3 separate regions of the Sus scrofa genome follow, and all the other regions are linked to region 3. A link is a contact called in public Hi-C data. All regions are on one chromosome and are shown on one strand. The core of a region is the stretch at or near the end of the contact, and the rest is flanking DNA. Distances in the headings are between cores, read along the strand shown. Region 1 holds the start of COPS4 (COP9 signalosome subunit 4). Region 2 holds the start of LIN54 (protein lin-54 homolog). Region 3 holds the start of THAP9 (DNA transposase THAP9).

Region 1 (2,777 bases), core at 155-2,654, 110 kb after region 3:
AGTGGGTTCTGAATGGATGTGGGTAATCTCATTACTTTCTCAAAGGATTTCTTTGTTCTGGTCTTTTGTGTGTGTGTTTTTGCCTCTTCTAGGACCGCAGGTGGGCATATGGAGGTTCCCAGGCTAGGAGTCAAGCCACAGCAACATGGAATCTGAGCCGAATCTGCAACCTACATCACAGCTCATGGCGACGCCAGATTCCTAACCCACTGAGCGAGGCCAAGGATCGAACCCACAACCTCATGGTTCCTAGTTGGATTCGTTAGCCACTGAGCCATGACGGGAACTCCTATTCTGGTCTTCTTTTCTTTCCCCTTCCCCAAAGAGGGAATATGCTAGTTTTCACATATAGAGTGCAGAAATTCAAAAGTTTAACATCCTGTGTTGGCAAGTCTGAGGAAATTTGCACCCCTATGATATTGCTGCTTGGAAGGCAAAATGGTACCATTCCTATAAAATGCAATTTGGCAACATCTATCACAACTGTAAGTACGTCGACCCTTCAGCTCTCTTCTCGGAATGTATTCTACATGTACACGTACAAAATGAGGTACGAACAAGGTTATTCACTGCAGCACTGGCGATTAATTAAAAACAACTCGAGTGTCTAGCTATACAGATTCAATAAACCAGGGTGTCCCTTATGATATGTAATACTCTCCAGCTCTAAAAAAAGAATGAAGCAGGTATGCGGACTTGCATCTTCAAGAATAGTGAAAAAAGCAAGAGCAGAATAATGATATGGTGTATTATCTTTTGTGAAAGCTAGAAAGGATAGACAAAAATTTACATTTATTTGCTTGTATTTGCAGACAGAAATTGTATAAAGATACAGGGATAATAAATACAATTACATATCAAGGTAGGGTGATCATATAATTTGTTATCCAAATGGAACAGTTTACAGAGTAAATAATTACTCCTGTCCTGGACAAACTGGGATGTATGCTCAACCTATATAAAGTGTGAAGAGTGGAAACAGGGATGGGCGCACATTTTACTGTACTTGACAAAAGTACTGGTCTGTGGTGAACTGTACACAAAAACCAACTCGTTCTTTATTATGAGTAGTTCAGGTGCCGCCTTGAAGAACAAGGAACGGTAAAGCAAGACGAGAGCCACGGAACTTGAAGATGGAGTGGTTTTGCGTATCGGACACTTACAGGAGGTGCACAGGCGACTCCGCCCCTTGGGGTTCACCCGCCAATCCCAAGTGGGAGCGTGCGAGCCGGAGTCGGCGGGAGACGCCTGGGCGGGCTTAGGATCTGAGCAGTGGAGCTTCGCGTCACTCAACGCTGGGGGCGGGCCTAACGCAGGCTCCCGACCTCGGCGCTCTGGCCCACACAGGCGCTACTCTGTGGCCTCTCGGGTTCCCTCTGGCCGGACTCTGGAGGACTAGACTCGTTTCCCTTTGGCCGCGAGAGGCCCCGCAGCCTCCGCTGAGCTCGGAGGAAGATGGCGGCAGCCGTGCGGCAGGATTTGGCCCAGCTCATGAATTCGAGCGGCTCTCATAAAGATCTGGCGGGCAAGTGAGTATTTCCCAGGGGCCTGGAAGGTGGGGAGGGAAGCCAGAGACTTGTTTTCCTTGGATTTATGGCGGCTTTCAGCTGTGAAGCTGGGAGTGGGCCCGATGACCAAGGGGGCGGGCCTGAGGCCGGTTGTGGAGGCAGCTGCCGGGAGCCGCGGAAAACGGGAGAGGACCTTGTGCAGGGAGCCCGGGGGGTTGTCGATCTGGGGCGACTCTTCGCGTACTCAGTCCCAAGGGCATCCCTTCTGGTCCCAAGATTCTAGAAGCGCGGGCTGTGGGACCTTCCTCCCGTGGCCTTCACGCCTCGCCTGGTGCCCCTTCCCCTCGCTGGCCGGCCTCGCACCCCGCATTCTGGCCTCTCTCTGCCCCGGCTCTCCCCTTTTTTCTTTTTGAGTGAGGGAAGTTGATAGTCTGGGTCCTTGGTGCAGAGCCTTCCGGGGAGATGTCTTCTTGCGGCTGACGGGGGCTGTGGAGTTATGGCCGCTCTCACGCCGTCCAGAACCACTAAACCATCTTGTGTGGGTTCTTGTGTTGTGGGTTCTCTCGCTCCGCCAGCAACTCTGAAGAAGGGCACGGAGGTGGAATGTCACCACGACGTGCGTCAGGATGTCTAGAGTGGTGGTGTTTCCAGGATTCAAGATTGTTTAGGAAGTTCGTCGGAATTTATGCGGAGGGCTTAGGTCCACTGCAAGTTAAAATGTGTGATGTGTGCCTGCCCTGCAAGCCGTTATTCAACAGTGTTAATTATGGATGGATGGATGGATGGATGGATGGATAAAGTTGTCTTGTTTTCTCTTTGTAGGTTTCGCGGCGCTGTTCTTTTGTAATGAACATGCATTCTGCTTAAAGCGTGTTTCTCAAGCTGACAGCTGAGATCGCTTTGATCCGTATTCATAGGATGCACCTGCTCTAACCTGGCTATTGAAGCCTTGACTTTGTTTTACGTAGGTTGTAATGCTTTTGCCTGGTGGTAAATGTAATCTACTTTTATGAGTGGGAAATTTAGCTCTGCGCCTTGGGATTAACTACTTTCTGCCGCAGTTTCCGTCTCAGGAAAATGGGCTGCTTCTGTCTGAGGACAAAATGAGTATATGTGTGTGTGTGCACTTATGTCACTCGTAAATCGCGTAGACCAGGACCTGAGGTTTCGAGCCACAGGATTGCCATCGCTACTGTTGTTATTATCATTATTAAGCAGTTCTTAAATATATATGGACTTATTTCCTGGGTTGGAAATAAGTTGAATATG
Region 2 (2,700 bases), core at 24-2,523, 90 kb after region 3:
AAGAAAATACAGATTATTTTAATTATCAAAGACATAACAAGAAAACCTAAGCTGCAAGCTTCTGACGGGATCAGAATTAAAAAAAAAAAAAACACGTAAATTAGCTGCCTTTATTGATTTCAGGTTTGATAACCACCCATCCAAAAGCTGGATTCTATACCTACCATTCGACTACAGCATAAGACCTGTCTGAAATGAGCAAACGGAATGTACAGATTTCGAACAGAGCCACTCGACTGTCTTTCTTCAAAGTTAGTTTAAGAAGAGAGAGTAAGAAACTGAAAAAGCCATTTCACTTCCTTACCTTGCTTGAATGACAATTCCACATAAAAGACGGCAGCTTCAGGCTTAAACAAGTGCTATCTATCAATCGGCCCAGTCGTCGTTTCTCTATGCAGCCTGCTAGACGCCAGGAGTATCGAGCCTGCCCAGCTTCTTCATCTTTAAACTTTATTTCCCCTCCGCCAGCCCCATCCATCCGCACTCTGCTTGGTGTTTACCGTTGCTTGGCCAGGCTAAGCCCTGGCCCGCTCCCTTCCCCGTGCACCTCGGGAACATTATGACATTTGGCTGGTGGGCTTCGCGAGGAAAACGGACACACACGAAGACACCATACAAAGGGGCGTAGGAAGAACCGGGCGGCGGGCAGTAGGGAAAGGAAGGGCTGCTACGAAATGACACAGCAGCAAAACCGGTTCCCAGAAACCCGGGGCCGACACGGCGGCTCCTCGGGCCGCGCCGTGTGCGTGTCAACAGCCACGGGAGCCCTCCCTCCAGACCGCCCAGAAGGACAGGCTGCCGGCGGAGCGGCGGCCCAGCCGGGTGACAGCCGCCCTCCCGAGGGCCGGCGGGAAGGGCCCGAGCCGGGAGGCTCCTCCCGCCCCCTGCGGCCCGGGGATGGGGCGCGGCGGCCCCCAGACTGCAGGTTCCCGCTCTCCGCCACGACCCACTAGCCGGGCTCCCGGAGAGGGCGGTCCGGCGCCCTCCGCCCGCGCCTCCACCCGCAGCGCCCCCTTTCCCGCCGGCCCGCCCAGAAGCCCCCACCCCGGGGGCTGACACTCACCAAAGCCGGCGGCGCCGCCGCCTCCTCCTCGCGCCGCGCTCCCTGGGCTCCCAGCAGCCGCGGCGGCGGCGGCGCCTCCGAGACACAGACCCGGGTTTGTTCAAAATCACGCGCCCAGCGCCATTCCACCGCCGCATCCCATAATACGCCGGGCCCTCCCCGCCCGCGCGCCCCTCTCCGCCCGCCCCTCCGCTCCGCCCGCCCCGCCTCCCGGCCGGCTTCCTTCGCCCCGCCCCTTCCGCGGCGCCTTGCCCCGCCCCTTGGCAACCCGAGCGAGCGTCATCCCGCAAGGCGCCGGCAGGACGCTCCTGCTCCACGTGACCCGGAGTGGGCGCCCGGTCCAAGCTTTCGCACGGAATGTTCCATCCGGCTGAGACTGGGAGGGGGAAGAGCGGGATCGCGCCTGCAGTTGGGAGGTTGGAAGGGACCGCGCTACCGTCTCGCTTTCCTTGTTAGGAAGTCTCTGCTGTGGGTGCAGTTTCCAGCATCTTGCCGCTGTTTGATGTACTTGGGTGGGGAGTGATCAGTAATCACAGATGCCAAATCTTTTCGTTTTTTAGGCCCTAATGTTGCAGGGGTCGCTGAAAAGCCCGTGGGAGACCATGCAGAGTTAAACTTATTTTCAAAGAGACTTTCGTTTGCAGTGTACAGCCAAGACTAACACAGTCAAAATTCTTTGTATTTGATCACCATTTCCTTTTCTTTTTCCCGCTATTCTTTTTGTAAGGTGAGAAAAGATAACCCAAATTTGGAGTAGGATAAGCAGGCACTGAGAGATTCAGATAATAACTGCTCTGTATGAGACAAAAACTACAGAGGAAACAATAGAGAATGCATAATATAAAATGATGTGGTACAGTCTGTAATTGCTAATGGAGCAGGGAGGACATGCAGGTCAACGTGAGTGACTGTAGCCTGGGAACACAATGGAGGAAGTGAGACTTGCTGTAGCAGAGGCAGCAATCACTTTGTTTTAGTTTTTTTAAAATTGTAGTTGATTTACAATGTCCTGTCAATTTCTGCTGTACAGCGAAGTGACCCAGTTATACATTTATATATATATACACGTTCTTTTTCTCACATTATCCTCCATCATGTTTCATCACAAGTGACTGGATATAGTTCCCAGTGCTATACAGCAGAGTCTCATTGCTTATCCACTCCAAATGCAATAGTTTGCATCTACTAACTCCAGACTCCCAGTTCATCCCACTCCCACCCCTCACCCTTGGCAACCACAAGTCTATTCTCCACATCCTTGAGGTTTTTCTATAGATAGGTTCACTTGTGCTGTATTTTAGATTCCACGTGTAAGTGACATTATATGGTATTTGTCTTTCTGACTTACTTCACTTAGGATGAGTCTCTAGTTGTACCCATGTTGCTGCAAAGGACATTATTTTGTTCTTTTTTATGGCTGAGCAGGAGTCCATTGTGTAAATGTACCACACCTTCTGAATCCATCCATTTGTCTTGTGTATATGTACCACATCCCTTTGGGTTTTTTTGTTTTTTTTTTTTTTTTTTTTTTTTGTCTTTTTAGGGCTGCACCTGCAGCATATGGAGGTTCCCAGGTTAGGGGGTCTAATCGGAGCTGTAGCTGCCGTTCTCACGGCAACACGGGATCCTAACCCACT
Region 3 (2,885 bases), core at 148-2,647:
CAGTAGGTTAAGGATATGGTACTGCTGCAAGCTGCAGTGTACAATGCAGATGTGACTCAGATCTAGGTTGCTGTGGCTGGGGGGTAGGCCAGCAGCTACAACTCTCATTCAACCCCTGGCCTAACTTCCATATGCTGCAGGTTTGGCCCTAAATAAAAGTTTCTAACAGTCTAAACAACTGACGGTGTTTTAAATCCAGGTCCTACCCTTAGCACAGCCCGCAGCTAAGTAAACCCCATGGACCAATTTCCCCCAAATTCATGGACTATCTTAGGCTTTGTAACTTTTAACGAAAATACATGAGCAAAAATTACGTTAACTGCGTTCAAGTAAGATATAAGCGTATGATAAAGGAAAGCAATTGTAAGTAATACCTTGAGATGAATCTTTCTGGCTAGACTCTGGATAAAGCAAACAAAAAAGGGAAAAAGAACAATCTTGCTTGGAAGTGCTAGACTCATTCTTGCCAGCTAGAGACAGAAATGAACAAATTACAAACATTTCTGTTCTCTATGATGGGCCTGCAACGTTAGGCAGGAACGATACCACTTAATATGCTAAGGACCTCTTTAAAGATGCAAAAGAGAAACTAGGCCCTACTTGGCCCCACTTTTCTTCTATGAGACCTGAAACCTCATACCGTATACACGAAGAGCTTAACAAAGACGTCCTTCTATGCATGATCGTCTCACTCCTGAAAGCCATCCACATCCCAACCAAAACCATTTCATTGCCCCTGTCGGTAAGGCTACTGACGGGTCCCCACTAGACAGTGCGTTTCCCCGAGAGCCCCCTTCTTACCTCCTTAATTCCCCCACTGGGGCACAAGCTTTTGCAGAAAAGGGTTCGTTGAATTAAAAGTCGACTTATCTTCATGTGAGATTCTCATCCAAGCTCCTCCGAGGACACACACCTACGGTCAACCACACCATTGTCTCCGCATCAAGGAACTACAAAATAAAATGCAAAGAAATGCCATGCCTCTCAGCAAATAATTCACTTGGGGTCCAATTTTGTCTTCTACATTGCTAGGGCGCCGCGTTTATCCCCCTCCATCACACCCTCCAGCCACTTTCAGAGCTCGCACCCGGAGACACACTGGTACGCCTATGGATTCGCTTCAACTTTGGTGCTGCCTCTCCCCTTCGCATGCTCCCTCTGGGCCTCACAAGAAGCGCGATGGCAATGGATTTAGTCAGCGCGGATGAAAAGGAACCCATGGCGGTTGCTTCCACTAACCACCCTCGACCAGCGAGGGAGGGGCGGCCCAATGGCGTCGTAATCGTTCTGGTCTTTCTGATTGGCTGCTGGGGCAAAACGTGGCCTGTGATTGGCCACGGCGGCAGGCGCAGCGCCCCCCGAAAAGAAGGGTGGGAGTCTTGCGCCTTAAGATCCCGCCTTTCCAATAAATAAAGGTCGTAGGCGCCCAGTCAGCGGGCGGAGCTAACTTTGTAGCGTTTCATGCCGTCGAAGGAGCACCGACCGTGGAGCGCCACCTAACAAGAAGATGACCCGAAGTTGCTCGGCAGTGGGCTGCAGCACCCGGGACACCGTGCTGAGCCGCGAGCGGGGCCTCTCCTTCCACCAGTGCGTGAGAGCGGCCGCCGCGCTAACTCCCAGCACGGCCGGCTGGCTGCAGGCCGGGGGCGGGGCCGGGCGGGGCGTCCCCCGCGACGTGGCGCGACGTGCGTAGCGTGGGACTGGGCGGAGGGACTGGGCAACCTTGAGAGCGAAGGCCGTTCTTCACCTTGGTGCTCGGTGCCTTTGGCGGCTTTGCATTCTCACGGCTTACCGCTGCCCGACAGCGTTTAGCACGAGTTAAAGGAGTCTTGCTTCCTGTCGGCGTCTTACTGCAGGGGAAGGGAATGCAGTTTAGAAGTGCCGTTGAAGGCGTGAGCTTTCATCGATTAGAGTGTGGGGCTCGCCCGGGCGATGTGTGCAGATCAGTTTTGTTAGTGAACTGAACTCGAGTTCGCTCCCCCACCGCGCTGCAAAGCCAGTTTACTGACCAGGTTGTGGTTCGGCGTTAGTTGCACAGTGCCAAGCAAGGAGAACCGGGGTCCATGCTCAAAAGACCTAAATTCCTCGATGGGCTTGTAGAGTTTTGAAAAGCAGTCTTGGGGTAAAGGCTGCGGAGTGCATGAATTTATTCGGATTGAGTGGGAGTGAGGTAACAGGGTGGTGTTTGGAGAATGTCAATCATCAGGCTTCTGGTTCCAATAAATTGGGTCCAAGTGCTTGTGGTCAGCGACTAGTCACTATCTTCCAGCTGGGCAGGGGTTAGTTTTTGCAGAACAACTTAAAGATAGCCATCAGGCTATTACGTACAGCCCTTGAGGAGGATCTTGGACTCTGTCTTATCATGGAACTATCGTTCGTGCTCTCTGGCTTAACTGCCCCCCCCCCCCCGCATTCCCTCACTTCCTTAGTTAGAATTTGCCTGTGTCTGCTTTTTGGAGATCAGGGAAGGCCTAGGAGACTAAAGGGTTTTTTTAAAATTTAATTTGATTTTTTACTTTTCTTTAGAACAAGATAGTAGTGGGAGGGGGCTGGGGGAGGTCGTTGTGAAGCAAGACGGCCTATGGAGGGGCTTTTGTGCCCGGCGGGGCCCGCAGGGGACTCTTGATTTCGGATTTTCACTGCCTATCATTGGTAGTTGTTCAGTATCCTTAGGCTGCACTCTGCAAGCCTAGTCGCACTCAGGATGTATCTTATCATGGCAAGGATGTTTCCTTTGGCTCAAAAGTGGGTGTTGTTTTCAGGCCCGTCTAATCTGAACCCGCATCTGTCGTCCAGTCTGGTATAGGCCATTGAAATCAGAAGTAGAAAAGTGGATGGAACAGATCCTCACAGACAAAAAGAAATGTACACTGTTTTTTTTTAAG

Evidence for each region. Hi-C and Micro-C count contacts between places; a contact is called where the count stands out from the background.
Region 1: a Hi-C map of liver shows a contact between it and region 3, with 5 times the contacts expected there. The contact joins the promoter of COPS4 here to the promoter of THAP9 in region 3. A contact is called at or near these places in 2 of 5 promoter capture datasets (fetal liver and liver), 21 of 47 Hi-C or Micro-C datasets (blood, brain, embryonic fibroblasts and 10 more) and 2 of 2 datasets of contacts at active chromatin or transcription factors (alveolar macrophages and skeletal muscle).
Region 2: a contact with region 3 is called in a Hi-C map of skeletal muscle, with 7 times the contacts expected there. The contact joins the promoter of LIN54 here to the promoter of THAP9 in region 3. A contact is called at or near these places in 3 of 5 promoter capture datasets (fetal liver, fetal skeletal muscle and liver), 14 of 47 Hi-C or Micro-C datasets (alveolar macrophages, blood, differentiating spermatogonia and 7 more) and 2 of 2 datasets of contacts at active chromatin or transcription factors (alveolar macrophages and skeletal muscle).

The regions. Positions count from the first base shown.
Region 1 is chr8:135,312,971-135,315,747 of Sscrofa11.1, reverse strand. It overlaps COPS4 (COP9 signalosome subunit 4), which reads left to right and starts at 1,404. Exons shown (of 10, transcript NM_001105304.1): 1 at 1,404-1,529. The coding sequence starts at 1,456.
Region 2 is chr8:135,329,441-135,332,140 of Sscrofa11.1, reverse strand. LIN54 (protein lin-54 homolog) reads right to left here and starts at 1,273. Exons shown (of 13, transcript XM_021101867.1): 1 at 1,064-1,273.
Region 3 is chr8:135,419,245-135,422,129 of Sscrofa11.1, reverse strand. It overlaps THAP9 (DNA transposase THAP9), which reads left to right and starts at 1,397. Exons shown (of 5, transcript XR_002346893.1): 1 at 1,397-1,587. LOC100737511 (a long non-coding RNA gene) reads right to left here and starts at 1,289. Exons shown (of 5, transcript XR_002346894.1): 1 at 1,088-1,289; 2 at 1-950.